Linked DNA regions of Mus musculus: regions 1 and 3 are each linked to region 2. Evidence: chromatin contacts called from public promoter capture Hi-C data. All regions are on one chromosome and are shown on one strand. Each heading gives the region's core, a stretch centred on a gene start, on an enhancer-like site or on the middle of the called end of the contact. The rest is flanking DNA. Distances are from core to core; before and after follow the strand shown.

What was found. Promoter capture Hi-C pulls out the DNA fragments that hold promoters and counts their contacts.
Region 1: a contact with region 2 is called in a promoter capture Hi-C map of pre-B cells. The contact joins the promoter of Rab3gap2 here to the promoter of Uap1 in region 2. A contact is called at or near these places in 1 of 39 promoter capture datasets (pre-B cells) and 1 of 484 Hi-C or Micro-C datasets (B cells).
Region 3: a promoter capture Hi-C map of pre-B cells shows a contact between it and region 2. The contact joins the promoter of Tpr here to the promoter of Uap1 in region 2. A contact is called at or near these places in 1 of 39 promoter capture datasets (pre-B cells) and 2 of 484 Hi-C or Micro-C datasets (CD4 T cells and CD8 T cells).

The regions. Positions count from the first base shown.
Region 1 is chr1:185,202,204-185,205,640 of GRCm38.p6, forward strand. It overlaps Rab3gap2 (RAB3 GTPase activating protein subunit 2), which reads left to right and starts at 1,965. Exons shown (of 35, transcript NM_001163754.1): 1 at 1,965-2,150. The coding sequence starts at 2,039.
Region 2 is chr1:170,173,158-170,176,410 of GRCm38.p6, forward strand. It overlaps Uap1 (UDP-N-acetylglucosamine pyrophosphorylase 1), which reads right to left and starts at 1,807. Exons shown (of 11, transcript NM_001305045.1): 1 at 1,593-1,807.
Region 3 is chr1:150,391,280-150,394,686 of GRCm38.p6, forward strand. It overlaps Tpr (translocated promoter region, nuclear basket protein), which reads left to right and starts at 1,559. Exons shown (of 52, transcript NM_133780.3): 1 at 1,559-1,734; 2 at 2,077-2,379. The coding sequence starts at 1,665. Odr4 (odr4 GPCR localization factor homolog) reads right to left here and starts at 1,776. Exons shown (of 14, transcript NM_145511.2): 1 at 1,411-1,776.

The DNA.
Region 1 (3,437 bases), core at 715-3,214, about 15 Mb after region 2:
TCAGATACACCAGAAGAGGGCATCAGATCACACTACAGATGGTTGTGAGCCACTATGTGGTTGCTGGAAATTGAACTCAGGACCTCTGGGAGGGCAGCCACTAAGTCATCTCTCCAGCCCATCTTTTTTGCTTTTACACATCTCAGAAAGTAAGCTAAGGGGCCTAGCAAACACAGAAGTGGATGCTCACAGTCAGCTATTGGATGGATCACAGAGCCTCCAATGGAGGAGCTAGAGAAAGTAACCAAGGAGCTAAAGGGATCCGCAACCCTATAGGTGGAACAACAATATGAACTAACCAGTATCCTGGAGCTCTTGTCTCTAGCTGCATATATATCAGAAGATGGCCTGGTCGGCCATCAGTGGAAAGAGAGGCCCATTGATCATGCAAACTTTATATGCCCCAGTACAGAGGAACGCCAGGGCCAAGAAGTGGGAGTGGGAGGGTGGGGGAGTGGGTGGGGGAGCGTGTGGGGGACTTTTGGGATAGCATTGGAAATGTAAATGAAATAAATACCTAATTTAAAAAAAAAGAAAAAAAAGAAAGTAAGCTAAATGGGTTTCAAGAGCTTCATCAGAGACAGAGCAATTTTTTTTTTCATTTACAAAATTAGGATAACACATTCTTTTGAAGTCAGCCATGGTACAGTACACACATATAATCCCAGTGCTTGGACATTGAGGGGAATTGAAGGTTTGAGGCTAACCTGGACTACATGGCTAGACCTTATCTCAAACAATCAAAGAAACAAGACTCCTTGAAGATATTTATGACAGTCTAACTGGGCAAGATATGGAAATGTACTTTCAAATCCAAGTAAAAGACTCAGGTTGGTCTTTAATTTATGTGTATATACTTCAGTAAGTATTTATCAAGGACTCAACTGGGTGCCAGATCCCATGCTAGAGACCAGGTATTTAAGGGGTTAAACGGATCCCCAGTCCTCCAGGAGTCTATAAGGATGGTGCTTTCCTTATCCAAAACCCAAAGGAAAAGTACAGGGTCAGTCTCCCCAGCTCTGTTCTGCCGTGCTGTTTTGTTGTTCTTTCCCGCCTAGCATTCTCTCAGTTTTAGTTAGCTGAGTAAGTAATTGCTTCACTTGGCCTGTGTTAGTCACTAGCTTTTTAGTTCCGTAGGAATGTGTCCCTTTCTGTTCCGAAGCTCTGTGCCTAGAGTGTGGCTGGCACGGAAAACACTAACAAATACTTGTTGGGCGGTTAGATGAACAAACGGATGAAAAGGCAAACGGACGATTACAGAGCACCATTCAATACTGCGCTGGTCCTGTTACTACATCGGGCTTTCACAGAACCGTGGCAACTTATAGATAGGAGTATTTATTTAATACGAGCCCTTAAGGAGCTGCTTTCCATCGCTTTGTTACTTGAGACACTGTTTTTGCATTGTAGCCCAGGATAGTGGCTTCAACAGCCAGAAATTCACCTGCCTCAGACTGAGGTAGGAAGGATTACAGGCATAGGCGCCGCAGACTCTTTTGGGAGTTGGGGTATAGGTGCTGAGGATAGCCTTCCACATTAAAAAAAAAAAAAACAAAAGCACAAACAAAATTACGAAGTTCTCAGGCACCTGCCCACACTCAGCTTAAACCGCCTGATCTGCGAACGATCTAGGTCGTGTCCGTAGAAGCACACCAACAAGATTGTTTGGGTGACTCAATGGCCCCCGCAAAGTTCAATTAGATCACCTTTGGAGGAAGGCCAGAATGACGGGACAAGCTCGCCCAAGAAAGAATGCGGCCAGGCTCCACGTCTAACTCTCCGCCACAAGACCGCGAGTCACGTGTCCGAAGCTGCACCCTCCCTCGGCTCCCGCTCGGCCCGCGCACGCGCAGCTTCGGGGCGTCCCGCGCATGCGTAGCACCCTCCCCTCGCGAGGAGTGCTGACAGCTTCCGGTCTGGCGTCCCCGCCCCCCCAGGGTAGCTGAAGCTTTCGGGGCTCCGTGCTGTCAGCCTTCGGGTGGAGTGGCCCGGGCGTGGCTAGGGACCACGAGCCCCGCGAGGCGGGGTCCCTGCAGCCATGGCCTGCTCCATCGTCCAGTTCTGCTCCTTCCAGGACCTGCAGTCCGCGCGCGACTTCCTATTCCCTCACCTGCGGGAGGAGACCCCCGGCGCCCTGAAGAGGGACCCGAGTAAGTGTCCCGGCGACCGGGACGCGGCTGCAAGCCTCCCTTCCCTCGGCGTCCCGTCTCTCTCAGCCTCAGCCTTTTGCGTCTCCTGTCCTGTCGCCTGTCTGTCACCGCTCCCCACCCCCTCCTTCCCAGTCCCAGCTCCACGTCTTCTCCCTATGCACACCACCTGCTCAGAGATAGCATCCTCCGTCCCAGTCCCTGCCTAATGTCAGCCCTCCACCCTGTGCTTGTTCCAACTCCCATCCTTCTCCATTTCTGGCACTGTATGTAGCCTTTGCTCTGCCCCTTCAAGAGGTGCTTAGCATCCCCACCCTCTTCCATCTCTTTTCTGTCATTCAGATTTACGGAATAAATGGCCGATTGGCAAGTGAAGGGTTTTTAAGGTGGTGAGTAAACTGCCAAGTAAGAAAAGTAACCTCTTAGGAAGTGAGGAGAATCCAGGGTAGGAACTAAAATTACAGCCACATGGTCGAGAAAAGTTAATTGGCGTCTATTGAGGTGAGAAACAGCGCCTGTTATTACCATCAAACAACGTTAACAAGCCCTACTTCATGAATATAAATCCCAAAGCTGCTTACTAAATGCTGCGTATTACCTGAGGATTTTATTATATGCTCCTTTATTTCTCCTTTTGAAAGAGGGTATCTTACTCTGCTTTCTTTATTTTTAATATGAAAATCACTTTGCTCTGTAGACCCAGTAATAATTTTTAAAAAACCACTCTCCTTTTCACTATTTAGAAGCTATCCCAGGGCACTAGGGAGATTCTGCTTCCTAGTAGGGTCTGTCTGAAAAGTAATGTTTGAAAATATCAAATATGGGAGGAACTAGGGATGAATAGTTTGTACCAGTCATTGCTGCTCCCTACCACTTAAGTTTGGTAGTTTCCGTCTGGTAGCACTATGATTCACTGGTAATGTCACGTGTGAGTGAGGGTGCTCTAACATGATAGATGGCTTGACAGGCGCGTGTGTTGAGAGAGAAAGAAGGCCATATCTGAAATGCTTGTGGAGACGTCCAACACTTGGTATGGCAGCTGGAGTCAAGGTGATAATTAGTTAAGGGTGAAGTGTGGTTTCAGTCTATAGAATGCTAACTGTTGTGTCGTGGACTCGCTACTGACGAGAACCTTAGGAAGAGACTGAAGTTGGGGAGTCTTGTAAGGGTTCTTGGGGAGATGGGAGAGAGGGGCACCAGGTGATGGAAATGTCTCAGAAGCTGAAGGAGAGAATCTGACCCTGGTGAGGGGTGGTCAGCAGTTTGGGAAATGTGGCAGAGGTCAGATAG
Region 2 (3,253 bases), core at 557-3,056:
CACAGAGAAACCCTGTCTCAGAAAAAGGAGAAAGAGAGAGAGAGCGCAACCTAGCTAGCTAGCTCATTCAGTAAGTACTGGGTAGTACTTTGGGTGCTTGGAGAAAAACATACTCATGCAAATAAAACAACTCATTGTAAACTTTGATATCTGGTCCCAGAACACCAGCAATCCACAAATCTTATTACCAAAATCAAATCTGTCCATTTATGTGTTGTGTAACATTCATAATAAATACGGTTATATTTACCTGACACAGCGATAACCATAGTACTGCATCTCCTACTCATTTTTCTTGAGAGCTGTGTGTGTGTAACTAAATTCAAATGGTATACAGCAATAGAGAAGAGAATTAAAAAGACGTGGATTTTTATACTAAGAACAAAAGTCTGCACTAGAAATTATGACTAAATTTGGTGTGTGCCTACAACCTAACACACCTGGATCAACATACCCAACAAACCATTATCAAACATGCCTTTATTAGAATTTAAATGCCACATTAAGGACGTCCAGTATTTCCCAATTCCACCCCCACCTCTGCTGCTATATGTCCTCAGGGTGGGTTAGTAAATCGCTTTGGGGGGTGGGGGTGGGGTGGGGGGGACACATGGAGCCAGGCAGTGGCGGTACATATCTTTAAGGTAAATGGATCTCTGAATTCTGGGCCAGCCAGGTCTACAGAGTGAGTTCCAACAACCAAAGCTACACAGAGAAACCCTGTCTCGGAAACAAACAAACAAACAAACGAAACAGGAAAAAAGAGGGGAGGGGAGGGGCTGGGGTGGGGGTGGGGAGGAATGGTACTGAGACTGACTTGAGTCCTAACCACTAACTAACAGGACAGACTATGAAGTCTTTTCCCTCAGCCAAGTGAGTCAACTAATAACGAAATGGATAAATGCTTTTGGTTTGCTGCAAACTCTTGGATCCAAGCCCAGTGAACTTCACCTCCAAGTCCTTAAACTTGTGCCTCTCATAAATGCATGATCATTACCATCGGATATCAGATCTCATAGTATGCCGATGAAGGCCAGTCAGCCTTCACACCAAACTTTTAAAAAATCTTCTAGAGCATATGTGTGCTCTCAGCCTCACCGTTCCTCCAGTCCAACTGAGGGGAAAACCCTGAAATCTGAACCTCTCTCACTATCAGTATCAAGCGAAGGCAAGCGGGTCCTGTGCTAGTCACATCCCCCATTGGGATCCACTGTCCTGGTCGGAACTATCAATTCTTACCCTCGTGGGTTCAAAACACCCCAACGCGCTTTCCCAACAGTAACAGCGATCACTTATTCCCACCGGTGAACCCCAGAAGTGGCACAACTATGCCCGGGCCCTAGCCTGAAACCCTCCTGGCTCCTCTTCCCCCAACTCAAAAACAGCGCTGACAAGCGCCGGGAACTCCATCATCACCCAAGCCTCCTCCCTCAGGTCTCCCCCAAGACCCTCCGCGCGCGCATCCCCGCCCCGCCGCGACACAGCCCACGCCTCTCCGGAGCTCCGAGCAGCGGACGCCGAGCAAGGTGCGGCAACGCGTAGCCGGGTCCCCGCGCTAGGCATGGGAGCGCGCGCGTGAAGGGGGTCCCTACCTCCCTCGACAATCCCGCGGCTCCTTCGGCTCGGCTACTCGCCCGTGTCCCGCGCCCGCCTGGAATATATACTGTCATCCGAGGGGCCGGGGCGGCGGGGCGGGCCACGAGCAGCGGCCGAGGGGAGCGCGGGCCCCGGCCACCCGGCCCCTCCCGCCGCGGTGAGTGGCTGCGGCCCAGGGGCGGAGCGGAAGCCTGCCGGCCCGACACGTCAGCGACCGAGAACAGCCAAAGGGGCGGGCACCGGCGACAGGAAGGAGGAGCCTCTTTACGTCACTCAGACTCTTGCCCAATAGGATGGCCAAGGATCCTGTCAGTCTGTGGTACCGCCCCCCACGCACTAGCAGGGGCGGGGCCGGCTACGCGCGCGGCTTCGCGGGGAGGTGAGGCCAGGCGCCACCTTAAGGACAAACTGCAGGGCGGGTCCTCTCGGTCACCCGGGGCGGATCAGAGCGCCTGGTAGGGAGCGCGGCGCTGGCAGTGAGTCTTCAAGTGACGGATTTCCGAACGCCCACGGGTGTGGTTGGGAAAGACCCGCCGGTTTCTAGGCAGAGATCCCTCCAAGGCAGGCCTGTGACCTTAAGCTAGCTGATTTTGTCTCTAATTCTCCACATACCTGTTTGCCAGTGACCCGGGCTTCCTCTGCCATTGTCTTCGGAGTCTCTTGGGTGTCGACACAGCCGGGTTGCCTTTTGCACAGCGACTAGTGAACGAAATGCAATCAAAAGGGATTAGATGACCCGAGGCCATGCAAAATGTGCCAGTCAGGGAGAACCGGCCCAGAGAGCAAGAACTTAGCTAGGAGAGGAGAGCTAAAATTCAACTGTCCTGTTACAGCATAGGCAGCAGATGTGCATGTGCAGGCTATAATCTCAGTGTTATGAAGTTGCATTTATATTTAGAGCTATTATGTTGGGTTTTTGCAGGTTTTGAAACGAGAGTCCAATTTGTTGAGATGTCAAAAGCAACTAAATTTAACATATCAGGATGTTTTCCATCAGGTGGATAGGCTTCCTCATTTTACATTTTCAGTGTTTTCTTAGTCATTCTTGCGTATTCATTTTTAATCCAGACTTTACTATCAATTTATGTCATTTAGAAATATCATTTAACAAGGGGTATCATTTGTAAATAAAAACGTAGTTGCCCATCTGTTAAGGCACCTTTGTGGCTTTGAGAGATTAGATGGATAAACAGCTTGGTGGAACAGGATCAAGGAAGGACATGATATATTATTAGCAGTATTTGCTTGGCCTTAGCCTTGCATGCTCTCTGGAATCCTGTCAGAACGCCACGTCGCCTGAGAAGCTGTAAATGGCACCCACAGTGCTGTTGATAGTGGTAGGTGTGCCTTCCTGGAGCAAGACTAACAACACGGGTGTGTTCTCTAGTTTTCATACTTCCAGCTTGGAAAGTACCGAGTCTTAAGTGAAGAATTCAGAGCCTGCCCACAATGGGGTTGCCCAGAATCTCTTGACCTTCTTTATGTGTGCAAGTCCCTGGGGTAGAAGCATTCTCTTAGAAAGAAATTGGCGGCTACAGCAGTCAATAAAGAGCATATTGTCCAAAACGTATTTATTTATTGAGTTATTCTACAGTAGAACTTACAATAGACTCTACAGGGGAATCAAGAGTCTATTTCTTCAAGGGATTCCAATACA
Region 3 (3,407 bases), core at 309-2,808, about 20 Mb before region 2:
CTGGGACAATCTGATCTAAAGAGTGAAACCCTGCCTGGAAAGACACAGGAAGAAAACAAAACAACAATAACAAATATAATTACCAATTGCCATGAGAAAGCAAAGTTACTTCTCACTCTTGGGATAAGGAAATAAGGATACCATTCAACACATCTAATTTCTTATTTTAGATCTACTCCTTAGCTGCATTCTCTATGACAATTTATTGGTGAACTTCGATATTCTTGTTTCTAAAATATGGAAGCTGAATTTCTGATTAGTTCATTAAGAGGAGAGAGACTCAAATTTGTTTACCCAATAGTGACTGTAAAACGACTGTTTTCTACAAATTGTGCAAGGTGGGAAGGCACAAATGTGTGATTGCTGCTATGAGACAACTCCTAATAACAGCCACTTAGGTAACCAGTCTGCAATGACAATTATCTATATTGCTTCAATTCTACACGGGACATTTTTCTAAGGACTTCACATGTATTGATATTTAATACAAATTCCTGCACGGTAAGTACTATTATTGTCGTCTCCGTTTTATACATAAAGAAATCAAAAAGAAATGTTAAATAACTCCTCCAAATGACTAAAGTAGTGAGTGTGAAAGGTGGGATTTAAGTTCTCTCAATCTGTTTTGCTTGCGGTGGCAATGATACTCAGCCCTTCAATTGAATCATTGCAGGAACATCTCCTGTTCTCATCTCCTGTCCTCTTCTTCAGCTTGTGAATTCAGTTATGAATCTCCTACTAATTTAATCCCTCCCATCCCCTTCATTAAGACAGAGCCTGACTCCTAACACAGGCTGTCCTGGAATGATAACCCCCCCACCTCTTAATCCCTGTAGCTGACACCACAGGCATGTGCTCTCCTTATTTTCAATCAAAAGGCAACAAATTCTTCCAGAAAAGTACCCAGCCATGAAACGAAGTACACGCTGATATTGCTGAGTCGTGTTCGGGAAACAGACATAGTTCTGTTACTGTGGCAAAATGACAAGTGTCTCAATAAAACTGTCCTAAAAATGTTAAAATTAAAAACGTCAACATCAGACATTTGCCTGCAATGTCATCTTACTACATAAACAACAAAATTTGATTTTTTTTCTGTTTAAAATATTAACCAGACTACTTTAATTTCGCACTAAGTCATTCGGTACCTCACACCCACAAAAGCATGTAGGTACCAGGTTTGACACTAAGCTAATCTCCTCCGAACAGGGCTTGAGTGTGCACCAGTGACTGACTGTTCCATATGGTCCCTAAATCCTTTCTTTTCTCCCCGAAAAGGAAGCTGGTGGTGCCCGGGTGCACACATATTCCTTGGCCGACTAACTTGATCTCAGAATGTGCACATGTGGCAAATAAATCCCTGGAGCTTTCTGTCAGCGAGAGAACTCGAGTTAGGGTACAAGTAGCTACCTTCAAAGGCCAGGTGCCACTCAGGTCCCCACGTCCACAGCCAATGATCTCATCAGAAAGCGACAGCAGAGACACTTCCTACTCCAAACGCGGGTCGCGGCCCCAACGGGTGCAGACTGATGACGCAAGCCGTCCCGCACCCATCTCCGCAGCTCTTCTACCCAAGCGAGGGAGGCCTGCACCCCGCCCCTCTCGGGGCACCGTTAAGATCGTGGCGGTAGCCCAGAGCCTGTCGAGACACCCTGCCGTGACCCATGACCTCTGGTGGCTCGGCTTCTAGAAGTGGCCACAGAGGAGTACCCATGACATCCCGGGGTTTTGACGGTAAGGTCGTCTTGCTCCTCCGGGATAAGGACGAGGGTGGCTGCGTACTTATGTAGCGCCCCCGCGCGGGCACTCGTCACAGCCATAGGAGGCGAGCCGGGGGCGGGGAGAAAGAAGGAAGTGGGGCGAGAGGTGCGGCCTGAGCGCGCGTAAGCGGGTGAGAAATACACTACATTTCCCAAGAGTCTCTGGGGCTGGAAACCGGTGAAATCCCCAAAAAACTGGGGCCGAGGCTGCTGTGAACTCGCTTTCCCAGCGTGCCTAGCTCCCGGTGGCTGCGTGCGCAGAGAGGGCGCGGCGGCGCGGCTCTGGCTGCACCTAACGCGGGACTCTCTTTCCCAGGGTCCCGCCGCGGGAGTCTCAGGCGGGCAGGCGCGCGAGAGACCGCGAGCGAGGCGGCGGACGGGGCGGCTCCGGCGGCTGGGCTCCGCGCTTCTCCTTGCTCCTTGGCTTCTCCTTCAGCCGCTGCGGCTGTTGCCGCGATCCCGGCCGACATGGCGGCGGTGTTGCAGCAAGTGCTGGAGCGCCCGGAACTGAACAAACTGCCGAAGTCGACGCAGAACAAACTTGAGAAGTTCCTGGCCGAGCAGCAGTCCGAGATCGACTGCCTGAAGGGGCGGCACGAGAAATTTAAGGTGGAGAGTGGTAAGTGTGGAGACGCTCTTCGCGCTCCGGTCTGGAGCTGGGGCCCGACCTCCTTTGCACGCCTGCCCTCTTCTCCCTGGTGAGGTGTTCAGGTAGCAGCTTCTCAGGCTCCATGTGCAGCGGAGGCCTTCTCTCTTCTCCCCGCTGTGTGGTTTAGATCGGGGGGCGGGGGGATCCTCCCCGATCTAAATCCACCTTCGTTTACCTCGGTTTCCTTTTACTAAGCGTAGTCTTCTGTGGAAACTCCTCAATGGGCCCACCGACAGAAACTGGAGAATTTGGCCCAGTTTGCACCAGATTTTTAGGACTATGCAATCCTAATCTAATGTTGTTTTGCTGTACTTTAAATGACAGTTAAGCGCCCCCCCCCCAGTTTGTTTGTTTTTAAACTGGATTTATAAGCCTTTACCCATTTCCCCCCTTTAGTGCCTTGTTTTAGTGTGTATAGCACCCTGTGATCTAATAATGCAGTAGATGGTCGCGATGAGGAATTTGTATACAAAAGGACGGTACTAGAAAGAGCAATGAAATGCGATAAATGAATATATGGTGGTTCTCCCAGAGCGTTGAGACTTGATAGGAAATATATAATAAAAATATCTGCTTGTACGTTCTTGTCGTTGCTTTTGTATAAGGAAATTAGAGACATAGCTTAAATATTCTTGGGAGAAAGAAAACAGTTATTTAAAAAACAGAGCCGGGCGGTGGTGGCGGCGCACGCCTTTAATCCTAGCACTTGGGAGGCAGAGGCAGTCGTATTTCTGAGTTCAAGGCCAGCCTGGTCTACAGAGTGAGTTCCAGGACAGCCAGGGCTACACAGAGAAACCCTGTCTCGAAAAAAAAAAGAAAGAAAAAACAGAATTTTTTGTCACATGTTTTGGTTTATCATTAATTGAGGGAATGGGGTCTATAGTATGGTAGATTGATTAGAAATTTCCACCTAATTTAATTTTTTTCTTCAATAAAGTGTAGTTATCAAGCAACGTTGATAAGTAAAAATATCCAGTTATTTTGTGACTCTTAAGAAG